2 separate regions of the Mus musculus genome follow, and region 2 is linked to region 1. The links are chromatin contacts, called in public promoter capture Hi-C maps. All regions are on one chromosome and are shown on one strand. Each heading gives the region's core, a stretch centred on a gene start, on an enhancer-like site or on the middle of the called end of the contact. The rest is flanking DNA. Distances are from core to core; before and after follow the strand shown. Region 1 holds the start of Slc7a8 (solute carrier family 7 (cationic amino acid transporter, y+ system), member 8). Region 2 holds the start of Nynrin (NYN domain and retroviral integrase containing).

Evidence for each region. Promoter capture Hi-C pulls out the DNA fragments that hold promoters and counts their contacts.
Region 2: a promoter capture Hi-C map of liver shows a contact between it and region 1, with 2.5 times the contacts expected there. The contact joins the promoter of Nynrin here to the promoter of Slc7a8 in region 1. A contact is called at or near these places in 2 of 39 promoter capture datasets (the C10 cell line and liver).

The regions. Positions count from the first base shown.
Region 1 is chr14:54,779,057-54,786,865 of GRCm38.p6, reverse strand. Slc7a8 (solute carrier family 7 (cationic amino acid transporter, y+ system), member 8) reads left to right here and starts at 4,980. Exons shown (of 11, transcript NM_016972.2): 1 at 4,980-5,686. The coding sequence starts at 5,539. It also overlaps a transcript of Rnf212b not described here.
Region 2 is chr14:55,851,437-55,859,245 of GRCm38.p6, reverse strand. Nynrin (NYN domain and retroviral integrase containing) reads right to left here and starts at 5,131. Exons shown (of 8, transcript NM_001040072.1): 1 at 4,820-5,131. The coding sequence starts at 5,017.

The DNA of each region.
Region 1 (7,809 bases), core at 3,731-6,230:
TCTGCCTCCTGGGCATGACGCCACGTTCAAAGGAAGTTGTCTCTTCCGAAGCTTATGGGGTCCGGAGACTGTGGATGGAGAAGCCTTTGTGTTGTTACGAGGGGTAGTTAACTCATGCTCTGGTGGAGAAGATGAACCCTTGCCCTGACACCAGAGACAAAAAATTCCAGAAAATTATCCCTCTGTCTGCTGCACTTGGCCGGGTTCCAGAAATTCAGCCCAGCTCCGGTGAGAAAGAAACACAGGCACATTCCCTGCTCCTGTCATGTGTCCTTGACTCCTGTCCCTGCCCAGTCTGTCGTGGGGCCCTAGTAACTTTTAAGGCTTTCGGCGACTCCAGTACTGAGTACTTAAATATAGAGACTTCTCCCACAAGTGGTTTTTATTATGTTTGCCCAAGATAAAGAGTCATGTCTTTGCAATGATTTTGTTTCGTTTTGTGGTTCTGGAGGTCAAATTCAGAGCTTTATCCACGGTGCGCAGATGAATTTATCCACTAAATTCAGAGCTTTATTCAGGTGCTAGACCTGAATTACATATGGAGTTCTTGTTTGTTGGAACAGGGTTCACCATGGAGCCAACTCTGGCCGGGAGACCCCATTCCTCCTGCCTTGCCAACCCAGTGTTGTACACCACATTGGGGAGATTCATTTGCCTTTTTAAAAAAACTTTTCATTTTATGTGTATGGTGTTTTGCCTGCATGTGTGTCTATGCACCACATGCATGCAGTTCCTGTGTAGGCCAGCAGAGGGCGATGTATCCTCTGGAAATGGAGTTACAAGTGCTTGTGAGCTGCCACACCAGAGCTAGGAACTGAGCCTTTGTTCTCTGCAAGGACTAGTGGTTGGGTTTTTTTTTTTTTTTTTTTTTTTTTTTTGCTTGTTTGTTTGATTTTACAGACGGGTTTTGATGTGTATCCCAGGCTTGATTTAACACATTAAGTAGCCTAAGCTGCCTCGAGATCCCCCAGACTTAGTACTGAGTATCTCTAGTACTTAGTACTTAGTATCTCTAGTACTGAGATACCCATGTTCCACCATACCTAGTCATAGCTTTAGTTTTACTTATTTACATAACCATGTACGTATTTTGAGAAAGTTTCACACTATACCCCAGATTGTCCTGAACTGACATCAATGCTTTGGTTTCAGCCTCCTGTGTGTTGGGATTATAGACCTGAGCTTTCATGCCCAGTCTGTGGGCTTAGCTTTGAAGAAAGGTTCTTTCTGGCTTTGGACAACCCTGTATAAGAAGAGCGCACAGCAAGGGCTGTGAAATGGCTCAAAGGGGGCAGTCAGGCCCTCATTAGTGACCTGACTTCACAGCTCCCTCACAAAGACCAAGAATAAAGTGCAGTTAGGTCCCGAAACAAAGCAAGCCAGGAATAGAGTGGCTTGGTTGCATGCGCTGTTCTTTTGTGCTAACACGTTTTATCAGCCCTTTCTCAAGGGGACAACCAGCAGGCCCACTATTGCAGTGGTGTGCCCCCACCCCTGCCCACTCCTTTTTGACAAAGGAGTCAGTAGGTGTCAGCCACACACAACCTTTCTCTAAGATCATGAGTATTTGCAAGGAAATGACCCTTCCAGCAAACATCTTTCCTTGTTAAAGGGACCAATTTCTTATTTTCAACAAGCAAAATTATGAAACCAGTCTCCAAGTTACTGGAAATAGGACTGTACTAAAAGTAAGTGCTTTGAGAAATATCCAAAAGAGAGGTGTGTATAAATGCAGTGGTAAATGTCAGGAGGCTAGGTTAAGGCCCACGAGTTTCACTGGACAGATTAGAAGTGCCAACATCAAAAATGTCTTAAACCTTTTTCTTTTTTCTTTTTTTTTTTTTCTGTTTTTTTTGTTTTGTTTTGTTTTGGTTTTGTTTTTTTTTTTTTGTTTTTTTTGGTTTTTTTGTTTTTTTTGTTTTTCGAGACAGGGTTTCTCTGTATAGTCCTGGCTGTCCTGGAACTCACTTTGTAGACCAGGCTGGCCTCAAACTCAGAAATCCACCTGTCTCTGCCTCCCAAGTGCTGGGATTAAAGGCATGCGTGTTTTAAGTTAAAAAAAAGTTACAACATTAACTCAAAACACACCAGGCCCTGAGGCTAAATGATCCTGAGGCTAGCCTGGGCTACAGAATGTGACCCATTTCAAATCACCAGCAACAAACAGAAGACCTTGATCATGGTTTCTCTTGGTTTCTCTCCCGGTGAAAGAGGTTATTGACAAGTAGTTACAGTGTCTTGAGAAAGCTTGGTGTGAACCAGTAACAACCTGCTTTGCCCAGGACCAAATCCAGTGTTTGACCTCTAGGAAGACACTTCTTTAAGTCTTAGCCTAATATTTTAAAATACTGAAAATACAAGCTATGGGGAGGGGTTAGCTCAGTGGACGAGCCATGACTGTCAAGGCTCTACATTTCAAATCAGCAACTTAAAAATAAAAAATAAATATTCAAGAATAACTGGGTCTACCTGGGCTTGGTGGCACATTCCCTTAACCCCAGCAGAGCTCTGTGAGTATCTGGCTAACTTGGTCTACATGACCAGTCCCAGGCCAGCCAGGGTTACTTAGGGAGACCCTGTCTAAAACAAACACAAACACAACAAAAATTGGCTTTGTTAGCCAGACTTGGGGCTGTGCACCTTGAATCTCAGCACTTGGGAGGCAGAGGTGGGCAGATCACTCTGAGTTCAAGGCCAGCCTTATCTATATAGTGAGGTGAAGGCCAGACCCTGGCTCAAAACTGATGGAGAGGGGGAAATGAGACATTGTTCAGGAAAGTTGTACAGCAGTGTTTAAACTCAAAAAGGAAAGTTAGAACACAAAGATGGATGAGGACCAGATCTGCGAATTGAGTAACCAAAATATAAGGAATGTCCATTAATTTTTTTCACAAATTTTTCTCGACGAATTACACTGAGACATCTTTCTTTCTTGTGACCAATACTAGCTGTATGGATTTTTGAGGCACGCAGCATTTATGCCATGATAACGTCACCAGCCTAGAGACATAGTAAGAATGAAAGGCCCCTGTGAAGAGGGAGATCCATTTTCTAGATTTCATATCTCACCATCAATAAGCAGCTGCAAACCACTCATAAATCCCAAATACTAAAGAAACAAAAATATCAGTTTTTAACAAGCCTCCCTTTCCCGTTCGGTGCCACACTGAACCCACCCACCCCCAAATCTGTTTGGTTCGAGATTTATAGAACTTGTAATTGTCTTTATTTTCCAACTTCTCAGATCTGGAGGCTTGCACATTACTCTGTGTTTGCACACCTTTCTGGAGAGATTCCCAAATCCATCACACACTAAGCCTGCGCCATCTAAATGGAAACGACAAAGTATCACTGAAAGAACTCACATTTGAGAAGCAGAAAGGTTTTATCCCTTGATGTTGCGATCTGGGCAGAAGTCTTCAAATTGGATTTGCTTAATAATGAAACCATCAAATGTCCCCGTGTGCTTCCTAAGCTTGTTTAAAAAAAGACCAGAGACAATTCACTTTCCTCCATGTCCCCTCACTTCCTCCCTGGGAGTCTTGTGCTATCTAGCCCAACCTTGTCTGTTTTCTCTGTTGAAAATGATTTACACGATCCCCCACTCTCTTCTCTTTTTGCTGAGGCTTTCAATCTGCTGTATCTTAGAGCAGCAAAAGGAGAAGGAGTTGAGATCTCAACCTTTGAAACCTCTTGATACTTGCTGAGTAGGGTGAGCAAGGGGCAGGCGGGAAGGGAGACCGTTCATTGTCTGGACTTTACCCTATCCGGAAGAGCCGTTCTAGATAGCTTAGCCAACCCCATTCCTAAAGGGCTTAACTTTTTTATTTTCTTGAAAAGTCCAAGTTTTTTAGTGTTTTTCTTAAAAAAATGAGTGAAGCCAAATTTGCGTAATTAGTGGTCAGATTGGGGAATTTAGTTTGTCTTATTGAGACAGAATTTCACTTTGGACCTCTGGCTAGCCTTAAACTCAAGGAGATCTGCCTGCCTCTGCATCCCAAGTGCTCGGATTAAAGATGTGTGTGCCACCAGGCCCTTTGGAATTTTATTTTTTAGACTCATTTTAAAATCAAATCATTTTGTATAGACTATGTAAAAAAAAACTTTAGTTTTTCAGCATGGTCTATAATATTGTTTCATGGTTGTTTTGTTGTTGTTGTTTTCTTCAAAGCACTTTACAGTTAGAAATAGACACAGTTCTTGAGGTGGAGCAACTGTTTTGAATTACATTCTTCAAGGAAATGGGGGTGCAATGTTAATATTCTTAACCATTACCATTCTTAGCATCAACACGTCTGTTTCATGATCGGTGAGGGGCTCACGACCTCCTGTCTGAAGTTCAAATAATTTGTGATAAAATATTAGGGGTCATGGGGCAGGCCAGAATCCTCCTTATCCTGCTTCGGAAAAACGTTGCAACTACCCCATATTCTTCATAATTTTATTTAGCTTTCATGACAGTCCCTAAAAGAAACTCTTCAGCTTAAAGTTCTTCCACATTGCCCCCCCCCACACACACCAAAACCACCCCCTATTTCATGAAACAGCTTGATGGCAATATCTCTGCAGCTTTCTCGACCTTGTCCTCAAATGATCCACACCTAAACATCTTAGTACACTGGCCAGTGTGTTTCTGAAGGCATTAGAAGCCCGCAGAACCGTGTGCCCTTATAGAGTTCACAAATGCTGTGCGACCTGAGATGAAGCCTTGGCTAGTGACTTCCCCCTGCGGCCCACCCTTCCCTTGCTCCCACTATGAAAAGAAAAGAAAATGTTTTAAGCCCCTTCCTCCGTGATCTTTGGGGGTAGGGGGTACTAATAATTAAATAGAAGAAGAGGGAGGAGATGCGGCTTAAGGATGGAGGAGGTGGGGGGCGGAGCCTCGGTCCGCAAATAAACGCCGCAGCCGAAAGGGAAGCACATTCGCGAGCGCAGCAGCCACCCTGCCCTCACAGATGGAGCGATCTGCGGAGTGAGCACGGAGCTCGGAGCCGACAAGGGCGAGAAGGAAGGGGCGACCGCAGCAGGTGGAAACCTGATCCAGAGCCGGCGAGCAAGAAAGTACCTGAGCACGGCTCCTCCTCCGCTCCCTCAGCTAAGAAGAACTACTTTTACCCTCATCGTAGAAGAGACTTAAGGGAAGGTGGAGGCGATCTGTTTCATTAGGAGGGCTGCAGGGAAATCCTGACCAGAGCAAGCCGCCGCCCGGTACACCGAGCAGAGCGATCCTGGGCTTCTGAAGATAAACGCTTTCCGGAGAATTCCAGCTGGAGTCGCTGGTACAGTTCTATTTTTGTATTTATATATATATATATTCTTTGCCTTCCATTTAAAAACACGGCCCTTGTTTGTTAGGCAGTGACACGTGTGACTCTCATTTGCTGTCACTTTTAGAGGGTAGGAGCGCACTCTGTTTTCGGAAAAGGGCGTTCTAATTGGAAACTCTGTTTTTCCACATATCTATACGTTTACACGCACGAGCGTTTAGAAAAAGACTGCTCTTTTTCGCTTTGGGTGGTCGGAACCCTACGGAGAAAGATGGAAAAGGGAGCCCGCCAGCGAAACAACACCGCGAAGAACCACCCGGGTTCTGACACCAGCCCTGAGGCCGAGGCTAGCTCGGGAGGGGGCGGAGTAGCCCTGAAGAAAGAGATCGGATTGGTCAGCGCCTGTGGTATCATTGTAGGTGAGTCCAGGTCCTTTGCGGCCCCCGGCGCCATCCCACCCTCTCTCCGGGGGTCCTTCGAGGGACTTTAACCCCGCCAAAGCCTCAAAGGCAGCTTTGCTTTGTCTGTGACTTGTGTTGTCCAACTGCACCGGTCAAGTCGGAGCTATGGAAGTGATGTCTGTCATACATCGCTTCAGCCAAGCCAGGCTGAGCTGTTCTCTCCTTAGAATAGAACAAACAAGAGTCAGGAACCATACAGGCTCTGCGTCCCAAGTATTGCCTGGGAATTTATTAGAAGTGTAACAAATTCTTTCCGGCTTGTCACTAGGCAGTTCTGATCCAGGAGAGCCTAATTCGGGCTGACACATGGATTTTTAACTAGCTTCTGTGCAGCCACCCTCTGCAGGCTGTGAATCTGTGTTTGAAGCATATTTAGTATTATGTTGTCTTATGTTATGAAGCACTGTGGTGTGTAATGCCTCGAATAGTAAAAAAACAGTAATAAAAATGCTTTATAATCATGGTTCTTCATAGGCTGGCCCATCCTATGAAGCACTTGTGAAACAGATGTGACAGCCGAGCTGTCTCAGATGAGGAAAATATGGAAGGGAGAACCAGCTGACTTGACTGTGTTCTTGAAATGGAGTTTTCCAGGTTTTTTTGTTTTTGTTTTTTTGTTTTTTGTTTTTTTCTGGTTACCTAGTTGGGGGCGCCTGTCTGTTAACACCCACAGAAGACCCTGTGAGGTTCTTAGCGGGAACTGGGAGGTGGTAGATTGTGGGGTACAGGAGGAATTCATGGGTGAAATGTGTGCTCTGGCTTGGAAGCTCTTTAGGAGAGGAGCTGGGTGATCCAGAGAGAACCAGTATAGGTCTCGCTTCCCAAGAGCACATGTGCAAGGCTCGGGCTTCCAGAGACAACTCCCTTGCCTACGTAGGACACTCTTGTCTTTGCAAGGAAGCCCTGCAAATGGGTGCTGGGCTGTGGCTCATCACTGCCCTCTCTCCCAAAGGGGGCTTTGGTCTGCTATCTTTGGTGGAGGGCTTTGTCCCAGGGAAAGTACGACAAGACTCTCAGTCTCAGACGCGTCTCCGTGTTCTCTCTCTCCGGAGTTCCTTGGTGAAGGTATACTGTTTCTTGCTGCCCATAAACTAGTTTCTGTTGGTGTAACAGTGTTCCGTGAACAGCTCAGGGACATTTGGCACCAGAGAAAGAGTGACACTGGAGAACATCCTTGAAGTCAAATAAAATCAGTACAGCATTCAGATAATCCTCTTCACCTCTCCACCCCGACTTCAGTGACCATGTTCTTTCCAACCCCTTTTCAAAATGGAATGTTATCTAATTACTCCAAATCCTTACAGTTATAAAGAAACAATGCTCTGAGGGAACAGATCTACAAAACAGCCGTCATGATCTGAAGCTCGCATTATCTGGTCTTATCATATTTTTTAATTCAACACAACCTGTAGAACACATGCCAATTTAAGATCTATAAATAAACCAGAGCCTGTTATGTCTTTCATCAATTTGACTGATAGAGTTAGCATCCACCCACCCTACCTTGAAGAAGTATCTGATTCATACACAGATGTGCACACGCGTGCACACACACACAAACATACTCACATACATATACATACATATACTCACACACATATACAAACTCATACATATGTATATAGACACATACACACATACTCATACACATACATACTCATACATACATACACACACACTCACAATACACACATACACACATATACACACACACTCTTACACACATACTCATATACACACTCACACATACACACACTCACACATACACACACTCATACATACACACACACTCAACCCTTTTTCTTCCAGACTCTGCTTTGCTCGCCCATTCCCCAATACATGTAGATTTTCATGGATAGAGGATATTCTCCTATATACTAAAGGTTTTTTTTTTTTTAAATATCCATTCCATGTCTTTGAAGAAATGGGGATGTTCAGGTACAAATACGGTTCCAGGGTAAGTGTCACTACTGATCTGTCCACAGCCTCCTGGGCTGCACTTCAGTGAGAGAAAAAGCTCCTCATGGTGACATCAGAGTGAGAATGACAAATCTGGCTGGATACTCTGGGTGGTTTTAGGG
Region 2 (7,809 bases), core at 3,882-6,381, 1.1 Mb before region 1:
GGAAACCATCTCAGTCGGAGGAGCAGGACAAGAGCAGCCTCGGGCTTCTCAGACGCTAGATGTCAATAGGGTGATGTCTACACATTACAGAAGGAAATGTTTCCCTTTTCACTCAATACCAGCTAAACTACCAATCAGGTGACCTTCAAATAAGCAACCTGAACGTGTAGATTACAACACATCTTTCCTCCTGGGCAATATGGGGTAGCATGCGGCTCCATGAAAAAGCCTGAGTCCTGGGGGAAAATATACTTATAGATAATATATATATTATATACAAATGTTTTATACACTTAATCCATTCTCTGCCGCCTTAACAAAATACCACATGTTGGGTCATTTAAATTAAGCATAATTTCATTTGGCTCCAGGTTTTAGAGACTGTGAAACCCAAGAGCACTGCACCAGCATCAGCCCATGCTGAGACAGAGAACACACAGGAGAGCCCCCACACGTATAACTGGCCCATGTCATCATAAGCAACCCACCTCTTTTTTTTTTTTTTTGGTTTTTCGAGACAGGGTTTCTCTGTGTAGCCCCAGCTGTCCTGGAACTCACTCTGTAGACCAGGCTGGCCTCCAACTCAGAAATCCGCCTGCCTCTGCCTCCCAAGTGCTGGGATTAAAGGCGTATGCCACCACACTGGGCACAACCCGCCTCTTAACAGCCATCCCTCTTACTACCCTTATGATTCCAGTTAAATTGTAACATAGATCTTGGTAGGGACAGGCAGAGCATAGCAGCTCTACAGAGCAATCTTCAAAACAAACACACACACAAAAAAAAAGAAACTGAGAAAAGAGCTAAACAATGTCCTGGAGATAATCAAGAGGAGCCTAAGGATGTATTTGTCTGCTCTACCATCACTACTGAATACTGACAGCAACTGCCTGTATAGGATCCAACTCATTCATACTGCGTGTGGCTCGGGAAGCAAACCACTTCTTGCTTCAGCATTCCCTCTGCTGGGGCACTGTCTTTTTAACTCGATAAAACCACTGATGAGTGCTGGAGCAGGAAGGTTGTGAGCTAGACACCAGCCTAAGCTACATGCTAAGGTGATGCTAGCCTGGGCTACATCCACATAACTAGACACTATCAAAAGAAAAGAGAAGAAACAAGCGAGAGGAAAGGGAGAGAAAAGGAAACTACAAATGGATGAGCTCCACCAACCCAGGAAAGAGAATGGATTTAACAAAGAACAAGATAACAGATGCCAGGAGACCCGTAAACATAAACGGAAGCCGCAAGGTGACAGACAGCTCAAGGAGCCTAAAGCCAGGGCTGTCCACAAGAGACTACCTGCAGCTACATAGGCTGGCTGCTAGAGTTTGGAATGTCCTTCCAAATCCCATTTGTAGGGACCTGTCCTCTGATGGACCCTCTCGGTAGATGGTGGGACCTCAGGATGTGGGGTCTAGTGAAAGGAAGTGAGGTCACCAGGATGTGCTCCTAAGTGGATAATGAGATCCCTGCCCTGCCTTTCCTGTAGCCTCAGCTCCTCTGAAGGGAAGAGGCCTCCTCCGCTGCCGTCTGCACTCACTGTGACACTTGGTACCACTACAGGCTCAAGTGAAGCCTGCTTCTTTATAATGGTTTTCCTCAGGGAAAGGAATGCTGTGAGGAGCTAGGAGAAGGTTTAAGCATCGGCAATCTCTACATAGAAAGGCAAGCAATTTAGAAAGGAGTTTTAACCTTGGTTAAACCATAAAAGCAAAAAGAAAACAAAGGCCCCAGAGTATGTCCTACCTGGATGATGAGTGTAGAGGCATGATGGAGCAAACCCTAAAGATAGGTTTAGAGAACTGAGACCAAACATGTTGGAAAGGAAGAGGGAGTGTTGGTGTGAGGGAGCTAACCCCTCACGTGCAGTAACAGGAAAAAGAAATTACACATGTTCCAGGACAGCCAAGGTTACACAGAGAAACTCTGTCCCGAAAACAACAAATAAAAATTTAAATTAAAATAGTAATAATAATAATAATTTTAAATTTATATTTAAACAAAAAGAGATTAGGTTCTCAGTGACGACACAGATTTGTAGGCAAACATTTCCTAATCAGCTCACAGGGAAGGTGTACAACCCTGATTTAGAGCACTTGCCAACGTCTGCGGTGTAAATATTCTCACGGTGGCTGTAAATAGATAGCTCTCCAGTAGCTTGCAAAGTTCCTAAAATTCTAACAATGAGTTTGTGAGAGCCAAACCCAGCACACACCTGACCACAATCAATTTCCACGGCCCTGCTCACTGAGTGCCATTGACATGCCAACTTCCATCTCACAGCAGAGACTCCAGAAGCCACCTCCACTACCGCTGTCTTCAGATTCCCCATCACCTATATCCATCTTCTCCAAAAACAAGAGAAGTAACCAAGTTGCCTGTCCTGTCTGGTGACACTCAACCCATCCTCATAGTCCTTTATGCAGAATGGGGCAGAAGGGATGCCAGGTTCAATGTGGGGCTCACTGAGCCACTGTTCAACTCCCCTCTCCACTTGGTAATTTCGCCTCAGGGGAGCCAGTTTCCCCCGGATTTGTTTTCCTACCTGGGATGTGATACACAGCACCATTTCTGATATTTCCGAAATCCTGCCACTGCATAAGAACTTTAAAACACAAGTTTAACAGAGTTTTGTTTTTTGATTTTTTTTTGTTTTCAAAAAGCAAGCACAAATAATATAAAAACATACTGGATTCTACTTTAGGTGAGCCTGCATCTTTCCTGACCCTTCTTCCACAGAGACCAGAACAAACAACCTCACGGTTCTTCCTCCATCTCTCCCAAGAGATGTATGGAAGGCAACAACCAGAAGGCAAAACTCCAGGTCCCTAGAGCTACGATTGGAGTCGGCCACACTGCATCCTCCTGACAAGGCATCCTCATAATAGGAAAGGCTCACATAGCAGGTCATCAAAGCCCTTCAGCTTACAAGACATCAAGCTAGGGAGAAAGACTTGGTCCCTTATAAAGCTAGTTACTAACAGCAGCACCTAACTTCTGCCCCGTGTTGTTCTTTATGTTTTGCCAAAGTATTTGAGCAGGCATTCTTTCAGTTGGCCCTCACAATTCTTACATGAGAAGAGTGTTATTACATTGTTTCACAAATGAGGAAAAAAAGTTTCAAGATGGCTGAATTATTAGACCAGGGCCTCTTCAAACTATGCTTCTCTATTTGGGCTATGATATGGAAACGTGTCAAATCCAGACCTTATCCTCCCCACATTCCACTGTCCCTTGCCCTCACCCCCTCCCCCTCCTTTTCTTCCTTCTGTCCCCACCAAGAAAGGAAGTTACCCAGAATCCCTGCAAGCTGTTCCCACCTTCAACAATGCCTCTCTCTGGGGCAAAGAGGGACACAAGAGGAAACTGACAGAGCCCCTGGATCCACTTAGCAGGGCTTGGAGTGAGAAACTCAGGGGTAAAAAACTATAGCCCAAAGAGGCTGTGATGCTGACAAGCTTGAAGCTGACTTGAAGTTTAAACAAGAAACACAAAGTGGAGCATCTCAAGCAGTGCTCTTCAGGGGCCCAGGGGGAGTAAGTGGCTCAGTGGCAGAGGGCCTCTGTGGTATGCACAGGCCCTGGGTTCAGTCTCCATCTTTAGGGAGGCCCTGGTCAGCTGATTAGTTCTCCATGAAGGCTGAGCTGTGGTACTTTAACAGTAACGGAAAAAAATTAAGAACATAAAGAACCCAAAAGCCTCTTCTTAGCTTATCCTACACCAGCCTCTGAAACTAAGGGGCCCTGCACATCTGTTCTCTGGGCAGACACCTCTCCCCTCCCCCAGCACCTCTGTCAGAACTGGAAAAGTGCTGATGCAGCAGCTTAATGGGCGTGTTTAGGGAGAAATTTCCCAGCCTCCCCTTCCTTCTGCTGGCTGTGTTCCGGGCCTCCCCTACCTAGGCCCTGACCAACTGAGATGTGGGTAGAGCTTCAGCCAAAGGGTTAAAGACTAGCTTGTATCCGAGAGAAGGGAGTCCAGAGCATTCCTACTGGAGAAGATAAGGGAATCTGAGGGAGTAGGGGGCCCTTGGGTGTGACTGAACCAGAGGGAGGAGCCCAGGCAGAGAAGCCAAGATGAGCGTAAAAGGGACAAGCTGCAACCTGGCCTCTCCAATATCCAGCTCCATACAGCAGGCCCTTTCATCTCAACGTCCATGATTCCCTGGCATCCCAAGGCACTGCCTTCCAGAACAGATGCATCCTACTCTGCCGGCAGGGTCCTAGGTTCTACAACCTCCACCAACCTACTCCTTCCTGACTCTGATGACTGAGGCAGACCCTCACCCTCTCTCTCTCTCTCTCTCTCTCTCTCTCTCTCTGAGTCCTACTGCTTCGTCTATAAACTGCCAACGCCACTCTACAAGTGTCTCTAGGGCCCTCCTCTGGTCCCAGTACTCAGAGAAACCGCCCAGGATTTAAGCAGACAGAAAGAACGGAGGCCTTCCAGTGTCTTGGTGAGAACAAAGACATATGTTGCAGAGGCCACAAAAATGCAGGCCCTTAAACTGATCCCAAGATGGAAAATCTGGGCCTGTTTCTGACCAGAGAAGGCTGGTAGAAAGAGACTCTCAGCAGAGGTTCTCTCAGCACACTTAAAGGACAGAAGTGACATGTAAGAGAGGGGTGGGGCAGAAGGGAAAGAAGGAAGCAGAGGGACAGAGCAGGGGCCCCGCAGATCTGGAGGGAGGGAGGCCCAGACCCTGCAAGCCAAACAGCAGGACAAGCTCAACACCTCTGGGGACTCTTGACTGTTCAGGAGAGAGGGAGAGGATCTGACTAGGAGGGAAAGGAAAGAACAAAACGAAGCTGTTTACCTTGGCTTTGCCCGTATTTTCCCGGGGCCCCTCCAGCTGCAGCCAAAAGTAAGGGGTGTCAGGACGGCTCTGGAAAGCGGTCACCTTGACCCTGAAGATGCGCTGGACTTGCAGCCGCTGCCGGTGTACCCGGGGCTTCGATTTTGTCTGCACCATGAACCATTCCTGCGCTGGGGGTTTACCCCCCGACAAAAGCATGGCTGTCCCTCCGGCCCCTGGAAAGCGTGAGAAGTGTCACGGGTCCCAGCACCGAGGCCCCCAGCCACCTAGCCCTGCAGCCTAAGCCACGCCTCCCCTCCTTGAGGCGCGCCCCCCGCCACCGCCTCCCTGCTGTGGGTTCTGCGACCCACCCGCCAGCGCTCCGCGCCCGCCCTCCCAGCTCCGTCCCTTTCCGCCGCAGCACGGGAGACAAACCCTTCCTGCTAAGGGTTGTAGCTAGGGGTGGGACCGAGCGGATTCCCGCCGCCCTTCCTCCCCCTCAACCACCACCCCCTCCTCCCCTTCGACCTCGAAGCCAGGCCCCCTGGATAAACTCGCCTGAGCTGCTGGATGGCTTAAAGGGGCGCTGGAGACTGAGGGAGGGAAGGAGAGGAGGCTGGGCGGGAGGGAGAGGGCCAAACAGGGTCTTGGAAGCAACTGCCTTCCACCCAAGTTTTGTGTTCAGGGGTCAAAGTTCCTTCCTCGAAGGAAGGAAAAGGAAGGATTGAAGAGTTGATCTCTGAGACCCTGGTTTTAGATTCCAAGCAGTGTTCTACACACACACACACCACATACACACCACACGCGCACACACACCACATACACACCACACGCACACACACAAACACATCACACACACACACACACATGATCCTTGGTCGTCTGGACTTCCCTTGAAAACCCTTTACTACACCCATCTCTTTGTGGCAGGAAAGGGTTAAGGGAAAATGGGGTGGAGAGACCACAGAGGCTAGGGCCTGTAGAAACTATGGGCTGGAGACCAAGCAGGACGTAAAGGGTTACAGCTCTGACCCCCACCCCCACTCTAGTCTGGGGACCGCCTGGAACTGGCTCTAGGCCCAGGCCCTGCGGAAGCCCCCCAGGGCTGGAGGGGCAGGGGGTTAGCTGCCAGAGTTTTCAGGCTCGGGTTGTTTAGGAGAACCCCTTTTTTTAGCAAGTGTGAGTTAGAGTGTGAGGAGCCAGTGGGAGGTAGGGTCTCCAATCATCCTTATCCACAGCCATATGGTTGGCATCAGTGGTCCAAGACTAGCCCTGGGCTGGGGACACTCTCAAAACCCGAGCTGCCTTGGAGACATGCTCAGTACAAAGAACACTTTATGTGGTCTTGTAGCCTGAAGTAGCCTGGCACTGGGAAGGCACAGTCTGCAGCTGGGGCCTCGAGAGAACCTTACTTTCCAAACAAACCAAGAGTCACAGTCTGACAGACACAAGTATGACCTGACCCACGGGAACAAAGGACAGCTATTTTTTTTTTTAAACTGAGTCCTTTCCTAGGACATCGGTGTTACAGAGCCACCGATGTGTGTATGTATGCAGGCCAGTGGGGAGGTGCACGCTGTGCAGAAGGGGCCCAGGGGGAAAAGATTCAGGTTACTGCCAGACTAGACTGGATGGTCAAGCCCCACCTTTACAAGGTCTCATCCCTGGAATGGAATTCAGAGAAATAAAAGGTGGGTCTGTGGGGTTCTGGGTAACGAGTTCTTCAACCCTGCCCCTCCAGAAGGCTTTGAAGTCAGAGGCTGTCTGAGTGACCCCACTTCTCTCCACTTTCCCTGCCTTTAATTGTACTATCAAAAGGCAGGCTTGGCAGGGCACATCAGAAACTCCGGGTTTGCAGAAGGCTGAGCCCAGAGGCCCTGACTCAGAAGAGGATGGAAGGGTGTGCCTCAGTTTCCCTTCCAGGAGCAAGGGAGCCACACAGCCTCTCCCCACCCCTTCTGTTAGTGATGCTAAATTCTTTCTGCCAGGGCTAAAGATGTCAGGGAGAAGCCCCAGGTTTAATCCTATGTTCAAAGAGGCCATGCAGAGGGCAGAAAGAAGCCATGCATAAGACACTTCATAAACAGATCCTTTTAAAGCAACTTATTTAAACTTTTGTGCTTGGTTGCTTTAGCTCACAGACATGGGGGTAATAGTCCAAGGCCCAGGATGGACATCAGCTCTCACAGGTAAACTTACATAATTCAGGCAATGAATTACATACCAGCGTAGCTGTGTACAGTGTACTGCGACACTTGCTAACTGGTAGTCAGTCTCCTTTCCCAGATCTTGTCTTCCTCCCCATCTCAGCTCAAGCCAATGTGTCCTAGAGATTCTCTACCCTAGAAATTCTCTCCTCCTGGACTCAGCCCTTACCACCTGCTAACCCAACCACGTGGAGAAAGTGGATTTGGCCAAAAAGCTGGCTATCACCCTTTGTCAGGAATGAGCCTACGAACCCTCAAACAAGTCAGTAAATCCCTTGGTCAGAGCTCAGGTGTCCCCTCTGCTAATGTATTCACTGAGTCAAGTTTATTCAACAATTTCAACAGGTATTTATCTGCTAGAAGCCAGGCTCTTGGGTACAGCTTTGACTTGGGTATCTATTTGCTTGTTGGAATGGGTCCTATATGACTCAGACTGCCCTAGAATTCACTACATCATTCGAACTGGCCTTGAAGTAGAAGCAATCCTCTTGTCTCTGTCTCCCGGAGACTGTGATTACTTGCATGCACCAACATACCCATCTTCTCTTAACAAACTTTGATCCGTGTATCCTCCCAGTTCCAGCTCAACTACATTCGTCGACTTTGAGGGGGAGAACGGGAGTGGAGGTTTTGAGACAGGGTTTCTCTGTGTAACCCTGGCTGTCCTGGAACTCGCTCTGTAAACTAGGCTGACCTCAAATTCAGAGATTCTCTGCCTCTGTCTCTCAAGTGAATACTGGGATTAAAGGTATCTGCCACCTTGCCTGGCCTACATTCATTAGTTCTTTACTTACAACATTAGGT